Linked DNA regions of Ovis aries: all the other regions are linked to region 3. A link is a contact called in public Hi-C data. All regions are on one chromosome and are shown on one strand. Each heading gives the region's core, a stretch centred on a gene start, on an enhancer-like site or on the middle of the called end of the contact. The rest is flanking DNA. Distances are from core to core; before and after follow the strand shown. Region 1 overlaps SCFD2 (sec1 family domain containing 2). Region 2 overlaps LNX1 (ligand of numb-protein X 1). Region 3 holds the start of PDGFRA (platelet derived growth factor receptor alpha).

What was found. Hi-C and Micro-C count contacts between places; a contact is called where the count stands out from the background.
Region 1: a contact with region 3 is called in a Hi-C map of skin fibroblasts, with 4 times the contacts expected there. The contact joins the enhancer-like site here to the promoter of PDGFRA in region 3. A contact is called at or near these places in 3 of 16 Hi-C or Micro-C datasets (hypothalamus, skin fibroblasts and tail adipose tissue).
Region 2: a contact with region 3 is called in a Hi-C map of retroperitoneal adipose tissue, with 2.3 times the contacts expected there. The contact joins the enhancer-like site here to the promoter of PDGFRA in region 3. A contact is called at or near these places in 2 of 16 Hi-C or Micro-C datasets (retroperitoneal adipose tissue and skin fibroblasts).

What each region holds. Positions count from the first base shown.
Region 1 is chr6:69,567,616-69,570,852 of ARS-UI_Ramb_v3.0, forward strand. All of the region lies in intron 2 of SCFD2 (sec1 family domain containing 2), which reads right to left. Among named protein-coding and RNA genes, the nearest start is that of SCFD2, 39 kb to the right of the region's middle. Within about 2 kb of position 1,791, at least 3 of the 54 cell types and tissues checked have an H3K27ac peak or open chromatin away from gene starts, as enhancers often do.
Region 2 is chr6:69,712,804-69,716,305 of ARS-UI_Ramb_v3.0, forward strand. LNX1 (ligand of numb-protein X 1) reads right to left here. Exons shown (of 11, transcript XM_060417115.1): 5 at 2,468-2,670; 6 at 1-76. Among named protein-coding and RNA genes, the nearest start is that of FIP1L1, 98 kb to the left of the region's middle. Within about 2 kb of position 1,693, at least 9 of the 54 cell types and tissues checked have an H3K27ac peak or open chromatin away from gene starts, as enhancers often do.
Region 3 is chr6:70,433,902-70,437,552 of ARS-UI_Ramb_v3.0, forward strand. It overlaps PDGFRA (platelet derived growth factor receptor alpha), which reads left to right and starts at 2,211. Exons shown (of 24, transcript XM_060417114.1): 1 at 2,211-2,279.

The DNA.
Region 1 (3,237 bases), core at 541-3,040, 870 kb before region 3:
GCCCAGCCAAAAACAACTTTTTTCATGGGTAACTTAAGGAAGAGTTTTTAAAGGTAAATAAAATATGAGTAAAAAACACCATCACTACATTCCCTTTTAGAAACATTTCAGAATTTACAAAACAAGTTATGTCTCACACAATCCTCATCTCATGAGCTAAGCCACTATCACTGCCCCAGTTTAAAGAGCCTCAGAGAAGCCGACTGACTTCTGTAATGACTCAGTCTGCATCTGGCAAAACCAGGACTCATACCCAAGTTACTGGCTCTGATCCAGTAATCTTTCTACTATGCCGTGCCATGTTGCACTACACAAATCAGCAGGGAGAATTCATTATTCATAATATGAATTATTTTAAACTTTTCATGTCAGCTCTCTTTTCCAGTTCTTAATATAGCCTCTATTCTGCCTTAGAGAAGAATGAAGCAGATCCACATTCACTCATGAAGCAGGTAAAGCTTGATCTCAGGATTCTGCACACTTTTTATTTTAAACAATGTCATACTACTCCCCTTGTAGGTCACCATTGGTCACTGACGTCCTTGGGACACAATGACCATCATGTCCCACCTTTAGACAACTCTCTTCTTTAAATGTTTCTAAGAAGACTTGCTGAATTTTAAGTCAACATTTAAGTCAACATATATACATTTATGTAACTGAACTGACAAAAAAAATCAAAGTCTAAATTGCCCTGAGATATTATTAGCTCTTATTTGATGTTCATTATATCTTTGGGAAAGAAAGAAGAAATGGCCTCCAGCTATTTTATCACTGATAAAAATGGAGACAAAATGAAGCCACCTACCTAACGTTCCATTGTTAACATTAAAGGAAGGAATATTTCGATAGAGGAACTGACACTCAAAGCATCAATGGGATGTTTCTGTGACCTTGAATAATTTGCTTTACTTTTGGGGGGCTTTATATTTTATAAATATTATTAATCTATCATTTTCATTTATTGGAAACTCACTAACATGACTATATTAGCTTATTGATCAACAACTCTCAAGGGTAAGAATCAATGCCACATTACAAGTGAGAAAGCTGAGTCTTAAATAAAATAATTTACCCAAATCACACAGCCAATAAATAAGAATTTGAACCTAGGACCCTGTGAACTCCAAAATCTAACTATTTTACCACAGTTCTACACAATTCTGTAAAACAAAATGCTCAAACTAGAATACTACTGAGATTCCCAGGATCTCTAACAAGCCATACTCACATGGTTTTCCTTATGCCTTGGTACTCCAAGTTCACATGTATGAATTTGATTAATTGTGCAACACAGTGAAAGATGGGTGAATATCCCCTGCTGTTACTTTTATTAAAACCTTTTTTCTTCTTCACAAGCCCAGTGACAAAAAGAGCTAACAAAAGAATATTCCTGACAGCTTACAAAATATATTAAATTATTTTCTACCTTTTCCTCTGTTTTTAAAGTCATTTTCCTATGAGACAAACTTTATTTCCCTATAGTTACTAGAATACAATTTTATTTGCTTCAATAGATCCTTTGAAATATGTAATATAAAAGTAGAATATTTGTCCTATGAAAAGATCCATTTTATTACTATGAATTATACAGAATTTGTTTCTATATTGTCATTGTAACTACATAAGATGAGAAATGCATACTAAATTCATGTTCTTTTTTTGATAAACTGATTATCTTGTATCCTTAAAAATCAAACTGTTGTGTTTAAAGACTACAGACCAGCAATATACATAATAATAACCTTCTAGAATTAATTTTAAGTCTCAGGAGACTTCTATACAGGAAGATATGGTCCTTCCAGATAATTCTTGACATTTTATTCACCAGAATTACTCAACTATGAATGAAATCTTAGAAGCATATTGGTTTGGCATGTATAAAATGTCAGGAACAGGAAATATTCTTCATCAAATAAAATATAAAAAAGACAGCATTAATTTTTTAAAGGTGGCTAAAAACTGAATCATGGTTCTACTTAATCAGATGAAAGGCTTGCAATTAAGAGACCGAGGGTAAAACATGAATGCACACTATTATCTTATGACTAAACTCAGAGAAATGGTTTCTCCACAGCATGCACGAGAAGCTAAGTTGACTCACACAGTTTGCAGTAACAGTTACAGTATTGCAACAGAAACACAATGATACAACAACAAAAACAACCCAATAAGCATTTTCAGCTAATTTTAAACAGAGGGCCATCTGAGTCATAGTTTTTCACAGCAGGGAATAATGGCTTCCATCAGCGGTAAGCTTAATGAGCTATGAAGGTAGGTTTGTTAACTGAATTATTCACAGAGCTTTCAATAGTCATCTTCCCTCTGGACTACTTTTTAAAACAATTACCTCATCTTAAACAAAATAATCCGTTAACCTTCATCTCAACAGAACAGAAAACAGAAGGATAAACACAGAAGGATCCTGAAGTAGACAGAATATGGGCACATCCTGTGACCAAGCGCTCATCACAGCTGGCGAGCAGCTTCTAGTGCCCAGGCCTCAGGGAGCTAGCAAGCTGGCAGGGCGGCTGGAACTAAGCATACGCCTAGGGACTAGGCGACGGAAGAGGATACAGGAGCTCAGGGGGAGTAGAACACTGGTCTGGGTGTGAGCGCAGAGGACAGGGGGTGGCTAAGGATGTGACAGTGAGACCGGAAAAATCAGCAGGAGCTCGCCAGTTAAAACACAAGTAAGATCTGTCTAAGTAAGAGCAGCATCACAGGAAGGGGTTCTGAGGAGAGACCTTGAGACCTTCTCAAGGAAATGAAAACTAGTCTGAATGGAGCAGGAAGATCTAGTCTGATACTGCCTTCAGCTTATGTCAAATTATCCAAGGCTTGGGAATCCACATTAGAGATTGTAGACATTTTTTCAAGGGCAACTGAAGGGTCTTCAGCAACAGACTAACCTAATCAGATCTGCGTTATTAAAAGACCACTCTGGCCCCATTGTTCAGAATGGATCTAAGGACTGGGAAAGAGGTTACTGCGCAGTATGGACAAGAACTGATAGCTTGGACTAGAGTGATTTCCTAAAGCTACCAGATCATATCATTCTGTTCAAAACCCTTCTAAGCTTCTTACTACTATCACACTGAAATTTAATTTCCTTATTTTGGCCAACAAGCTTATATACTTCAGTGCATTCCTATACTTTATATCTTCATGTCTCACTTTCACCCATTAGGCCCCAGACCCACTGCTCTGATTTCAGCCCCTTGAATGGGTCAAAGT
Region 2 (3,502 bases), core at 443-2,942, 720 kb before region 3:
GCAGCACCTGGCATGGCTGCCGCAGGAGGCGCAGGGCGTAGTTGTGCCGGACGTTGCTGATGTCCATCCCGTTGACCTGGAGGAAGGGGACCTCGAATCTGGAGCCACCGAGCCATCAGATCCACCTGCCACAATCCTGCCTAAAAGGCCCTGCCTGCACACCCACCAGGGCCCTTCCTAAAGGACCACTCTGCTCGGTCCCCTTCTTCTCTGTCCAAATGCCCAAATACCCCATCTTCCAACAGGACTTGTAACCCAGCTTTCCTCCACTGTTACCTGCACACCTTTTCAACTCTCTGTCTCAGCAGACAGAATCTTTTCTCAGCCTTGTCCTTACATAGGCCCTCAAGTTTAATTATATGGTCCTAACCCTCATTGCTGTTGCTTGCTAAACTTATTTTTTGGCTGAGGGAGGAAGGAAAAGGAAGAAAAAGTGGGAGAAGGCCAAAGAAGAAACGAAAATTTTTGATTAATGATTATGTTAAAGTGCTATTTAAATAAAACTGAGCTAACATTTCCTTTCCAAACATCTCCAAATGAATTTTTCTCCCTAGGTCACCTGTACTGGAATTTCTAGGCTTCACTGGTGTGTGTGTATGTGTGTGTGTGTGTGACACAGAGAATGTATGTGTACATACATGTATTTGTGTTTTGGCAAGTGTGTGAATGTGTGACAGTGTGTACATCTGTGAAGTCCCCAGGCAGTCTCCTACAAGGTCTTTTGCCCATGTTCTCAATAAAAGAGAAAAAAAAAATCTCTGTACTATTTCAAATGAACCGACGTAAATGAAAGTTTTAGGCTCTTTTACTGAAAGGCTGGGTCCCCTTATTAAACTGCTTAAATGTCCTCCAGCTCGGCCCACTCATTTGTGCCTCACTAATAATCTGTGGGACTGATGCTGTGTGGGGCTTTCTGGTTTTAATTACTCTAGGCAGACCCAGCTTCAAGGCTTCGGCCCCCAGTGGTGGTCACTGCTTGGGAAGAAAATACTTTCACAGCAGCACTGCACTGTTCTTAACGAAGGAGGCCCCACAGAAGAGAAACAACCTTCTTGAATTTCTATGGTTTGGGAAGATTTCTCGCACTCGGCAGCCAACTGTTAGAAGAGTCGCTGAGTGAGATTTTCCCGGGCCTGCCTGCCGCGTGCAATTGCCCGTCCTCTGCTGCATCTCCAGGGATGCATGGAGGCTCCTTCGTGTGTGGACAAGGCTCAGAACCTTTGTTCAAGCGCAGGTGAGCTCAAAGGCCTTTCTCTGCTCTGTCACCTTATCCCATGTCCAGCTTTCCCCATCACACCCGGGCCAAGAGAAAGTCAGGGTCGCCTGCTAAACAGTCCTGGCAGCTTTTTTGCTTGCAAGTGCCAGCTGAAGGCCACAAGAATCAAAATGTTTTCCTTATGCAACCCTCCCAGGCAGCATAGCTTCCATAGAACTGGAGGGAAGCCATGTAGAGTGTTGCTAATTGCATGGCCAATCGTCCCCTGAGGTTGATGGGCCCTGCCTCGTACTCCATCTCAGAGGCCAGTGGGAATATCAGTGTTTCTACAATAACTGCTTCAAATTCTTTCTCCTCTTATTCCAAAAAATAAGAATTTCTTTGCCAGAGAAATAGCACATAATGTGTTAGGAGCTGGCCTGTCAGCAACCCAGAAGGGATAGGATGAAACTGTCATCTGAGGGTCAGACAGGAAATATATGACCAAGGGAGGGATTTTTCCTTATCACTTTTGGCACATGCTAGACTTCTGTCTGATGAACAACTCTTCCTTTGTCCTTTCTCTTCAACTGAAAATTCTTCCGAGCATCCTTACCCTCAGCCAAGCCACAGAGGACAGTAATGCCCAAGGCGTTCTGTTCCACCACCTGTCTCCCCTGGAATGTCTGTGGGTTGGCTGAATAGCTTAGGGATTTTTTTTTTTTTTCTTTGCTGAAGGGTCATTAAGCTATAGGAAATTTACTTTAGGGGAGTGTGTGAATCTGAGTGATTAGATAAAATACAAAATGTTCCAGTAATCTGTTTTAAAAACAACTTAATATGCTACAGTTTTATACTGTTTTATGGTACTGTTACTTAAAGTAGGAGAAAGAGGTAGGAGAGGAAGAATGAGGAGGGAGAAGAAGGAAGAGAGAAGACTGAAGAGGTAGAGAAAGTTAGGGGAGGGGAAGACATGAGAAGAGGAAGGAGGAGGACAGAGACAAAATGATATAGAGATAGTATTTATACAGAGAGAGAAAGAGGTCAGAAGAACAAGACAGAAGGGTTAGGGACCCACTGAAAATTACTAATCTTGTATGAAGAGTCATATCAACCTAATAACTATGGAAAGTGAAGGTTCCACATTTATGTTAGTGTTTTAGTGTTGTCCAACCACTCACCCATCATAACCCTAACCCATGCATCCAATGATGTGCTCAGAAGTGACTCTTATTAAGCCCATTTTCATGGCCCCACAGCCACAGTCTCTACCTTTAGGATGATGTCTCCTGGCAGGAGCCGGCCATCTCTGGCTATCACCCCATCACGATAAATGTGCTGGACAATGATATGGACCAGAGGGGTTTCACTGCCTCCCACAAGCCTAATGGAGAGGTTTTCATTGGGATCCGTTCGATTGATCTTGATGCTGGTAATTTCACCATCTGGAATCAGGTGATACAACCTTGGAAAGACTAAAATGGACAAAGACAGTGTTTTTTTAAGACACCCACCAACGGCCATTTCCAACCACTTCTCTTCTTGCCAGGCTTTTGGTTCCAGCCAAACTAAACTATTCATCATTCTTTGTACATGTTTTCCATCTTCCTGCCTCTGAGCCAGCATAAGTTTTTCTGCCTGGAATGTTTTCCATCCTAGGCCTAAACCCAATTTTTCCTTCAAGGCCTGCATGAAATGATCCTTTCCAATTAAACTCTGCCCTCCTCCCTCCTCCCCTACTCTCTCTCAACTTCCTAATTCCCACAAAGCTGTATTTCTCAGGGCACTGAGCCTTCTATTACTATTAGTATTACATATGGCCATTTCTTATACCTATCACTGGACTCTAAGATCCTTGTTTCTTAGGTCTGTGCACAGATCTCTGTACACAGAAGACTTTGTCCCATGTTTATTGAGTGAAGAGGAATGAATGAACAGTCATTATGGAATGGACCACAGTTTGCTCACTTACTTATCAAGGGGAAAAAACAGAACAAACCTGTTCTGCTCTTTGTGATTATTCTGAAGGTTTCCTCCTGGGAGGCCCTGTCTTTCAGTCTCACTGAAAAGCAGGCTCTCTCCCCACCCCTGCTGTCAGTGAAGGGAAGTCAAATGGCCTAATTCACAATCAGGAAAAGCGCCCGGGCCCAGCTGGTGGTGTCAAGGGGTTCGTCCCTGATCCGCTTGCATTGCTGAATTCAGAGCGAGAAGGAGATTCAGAGATCTAGGCTGGGGTTTCCAAACCTTACATTTTCAGTGAGGACCCTTACCCTGGGAAGTTTTTCACAGGTTCCTCTGCCCCCATCC
Region 3 (3,651 bases), core at 961-3,460:
CCATCGTTTTTTTTAACTTACTTAAATTAAAAATATATACATTATAGTTTATTTACAATGTTGTGTTAGTTTTAGATGTGCCATAAGCTTTAATGAATTGAAAAACTGAAAGAGAAACTTCCAAAATCAAGGTTGGAGGATGTCTGGTGGAGGAAGGTGACTGTGTGTTAGATGCAGGCATGGCACACGTTGACCTACCAAGTGCATCCTCTCAAAGTCCGGGTGCCTGGTGCACAAGCTTACAAGACACCCCAGAAGCTCCCCCACGGATTCTCACCACAGGTTCCCCGAAACTGAGGCCTCAGCATCCCTTCTTCCTGACTTTCTTACAGATCCTCTCTTGGAGGTGTCAGGCCTGTCTTCTCATTCTGGCTGCTTGTTCTGGTCCTTCCTGGCTCCCTGCTGCCTTCTGGCCTAGGACCCAGTTTTTGAGAGGGCCTGAGACATTGATGGGTAATAGCTAGGAATCAAGATGCCCCTGTCCCACCTTTAATTGAGACCATGAACTAGAAAACTAGACTGGCATTCACCCAATTCTTGAGGCCAATCCAGGGGAAGCAGGGACCTGGAGAGGAGTATGTCAGTGACTGTGCCTGAGAAAGAGAAACTTTATCCAGTGCCTTCCTGGGCTTCTCCTGCCTCATATTGTTTAACCGTCTCAACAATCTGGGGACAAAGTGCAGACATGCCAATTCATACAGACGAGGAGACTGAGGCTCAGAGATGTGACCTGTCTTGACTAGATCACACTGGAACTGGAACCCAGGACATGGTTAGGCAGAAACTGGCACTGCTGTGCACTAACTGCTTAACCCCTCTGACTTTGTTTGCTCATCTGTTAATTGGGGGTAATCATGCACAACCCACAGGGTTGTTCGGGGGATTAAATAAAATAATACCCTGATTAAATAATGTGGCTCACACTCAAACTTCTGTACTATAATTAATGTAGTTGCAGATCCCAGGTTCCACTGGCTTTGCACCGCACAGTTTCTGCTGGAAGCCTTTTGCTTTTTTTTTTTTTTTTAAACATCATTAGCCCTTGCCTTACTCCTGGGACTTCCTGAGGACAAGGCCCTTTCTTCAGTCAAGCTGACCTAAACAGAGCCAGCCCTCCTGCCCCTCCCAAGCCACAGCTGTGAGTTGGAAAGCTGGATGCTGAGGCCCCTAATAAAGAGCAGACCTCCCAATCTCCTCGATCCCTCCCTCTCCCCTCACACGGCTTTCAAATTAAAAGTAACTAAAAGCTAAAGGTCTAACAGAAGGAGAGGGGAGTAGGTGGTGCAAAACCCTCTCCATATTGAGAAAGCCGTGCTCTCTCCCTAGGAAGAGGGTATCCAAGAATCCAGACCCAGGGGGGGTCTAGTCCCACCATGTCTTTCTCAGCTCTGGGGAGCTTAGTCCTTCCCTGGGCTCGTCAGAGTGGGAAACAGAGCTCACAGTCTATGGTCCTCGGGTCACAAAGCAGGCTCAAGTGTTTGGAACCCTAGCCCTAGCAGAGGCGCGGCTGGTCTCCAGCCACGGGGAATGGCTTTGGACTTCTCTTTGGAGACAAAGCTTTGAAGAGAAAGCCTCTAAGAACCCAGAAGAGACGCTGCACCCTTAGTCAGCCACCAGCAAGAAGATGAGGTGTTTAGGGGGACCCAGAGAGAACTGTCGCCCCAAGTTACACGAGCCTGTCTGGACCCTCTTTCTCCTCTTTTAATAAGACTTGGGCCTCTGTATTCTGAGCTGCAGAGACTAGAGCAAGCTTCCAAACCTCAGCTGGGGCAGACCCGAGGCAAGGGCGGGAACCCCACCATCCGCAAGCTTCCTCGGAGCCTTCCTCACTAAGGTCCCTTGCCGGCCCAGGGAGGTGTCTCTTGCAGGCTCAGACAAGAATTGAAAGAGGGTGGGAAATGGGACAGTTAGCGCCTCCCTCCGCCCCCCAGCCACCAAATGGCCCTTTATTTTCAATTCAGAAAGTTAGGGGGGAAAAAAAAAAAGCTAGAAGTGCGTCCCTCCCTCACCACAAACCCCCAACTTCATTTGAAAGGACCAACTGCGACTTGGCTTAAAGGTGATTTTCGCTACTATCGTCTTTGATAACTGCTGTAATCAGAGGTCTTCCAAAGCCCAAGTACCTTCTGAATTCTCCGAGGAAAGTAGAACTGGGGGGTGGAGCTGGAGCGCCGGGAAGAAGGAGAAGAGAAACAGAAAGCCAACTCAGCGGGGAAACGCCCACGAAACTCAAAGGTGTGACCCGGGGCTGCTGCCCGTCGCGGTCGCCCGGGAGTTGGGTAGGCGAGCCGGGGAGAGATTTTGGTTTTGTTTTCAGGGATCATTTGGATTTGGTTTTAAAAACTTCGGGTGGGGGGCTCTTTTTGATGGCTGGCTCTGCTCCATCTCTTGCTTCCAATTTCATTGTCGCCTGAGGGCCTAGATGCGCAAGGCCACGCCAGAACACCACGCTCCCCTAACTTCCCCTAACGTGGCTCATCTCTCGAGTTGGGCCTCCTTCCCAGAGGGTCGCAGCCGCCTCGACTGCGGGTTTGAGGGAAAAACCCTCATTCGTAATTCCATGATGATCTCTCAAGGGAAAAACACAAGAGGTGAAAATCAAAATCCGGGTTGAGGCTGGGACATTCGCTCAAGTACCCAAGCCGGCGAGGGTCACTCCTCCGGGAGCTCAGGGTGGTGGGTCCCCCGCAACGCCCCGGGCAGAAGCAGACAGAGAAGAGACCTCTCAGTTCGCCTCGGCCAGGAGGCATTTCTTGCCCGCTGCGGCTCCTGGACCACCCAGGACCCCGGGCATCGAGGGAGCAATCTGAAAGGATCTTAGAACAACACTGGGAGAGGGAAACTCGGCTCGCCCCACCTCTCCGCGACGCCCCTGTTGACAGACGCGCGCAGTCAATCCGCTGAACCTCGGCGGAGGGCGGACGGCAAGATTCAAACCCGCCTATGAGCAGTGGGAGGGGCGGGTGGGCAGAACTCATTTTAAGGAGCTAACCGCCTCTTTTTGTGGGCCTCCAGCCCCGAGGTTGCTCCCGACTAGTGGGTTTATTTTGCTTTTGCTGGGGAGGCAGATGTTGACCTCCCTCTATCTGCTCGGCCCAGGCTCGGGGAAATCTCCCAACCATTTGCTTCCCTTGCGCCACCCCCCACCGGTGTTCCATCCCCGGAGTCAGCTCCCCAGGCCTTTAAACCTTCTGGAATGTCACACATGGAAACCTTTAGCAAATGTTTGTTAATGATCATAACAAAGGCATCATTCAAATTAGGCAGGTAATTACTACCAGAAGGACGACTGAGTGCTTCCTTGCTCATCCGTTCTCTCTGTTTTAAACTCGCGAGGAGTTATGGCCCGAAGACACCCCGGCCCAGTCCACTTTTCGGGTCCCTTTAAGCGTCTCTGAAAGGAACTGTGAAGTTACCATTTGTGGGCGGGGAGAGCAGAGGCCTGCGTCCCGGAGATCCCGGCTTGACCAGGCTGGCAATGTCGTAGCAGCAAAGTAGGCCTTACTGGGTAGGCCCTGCGCCCTGCCTCGCCTCCTACCCTCTCGAGTCCGTGGTATAAAAATTTGCATCTCAGCTGGATTTTATTATTAGCATGAAATCCAGCACCCGCTTTCCCCCTATTATTCCGCACTCCGATTTTGGGGGGTTCTT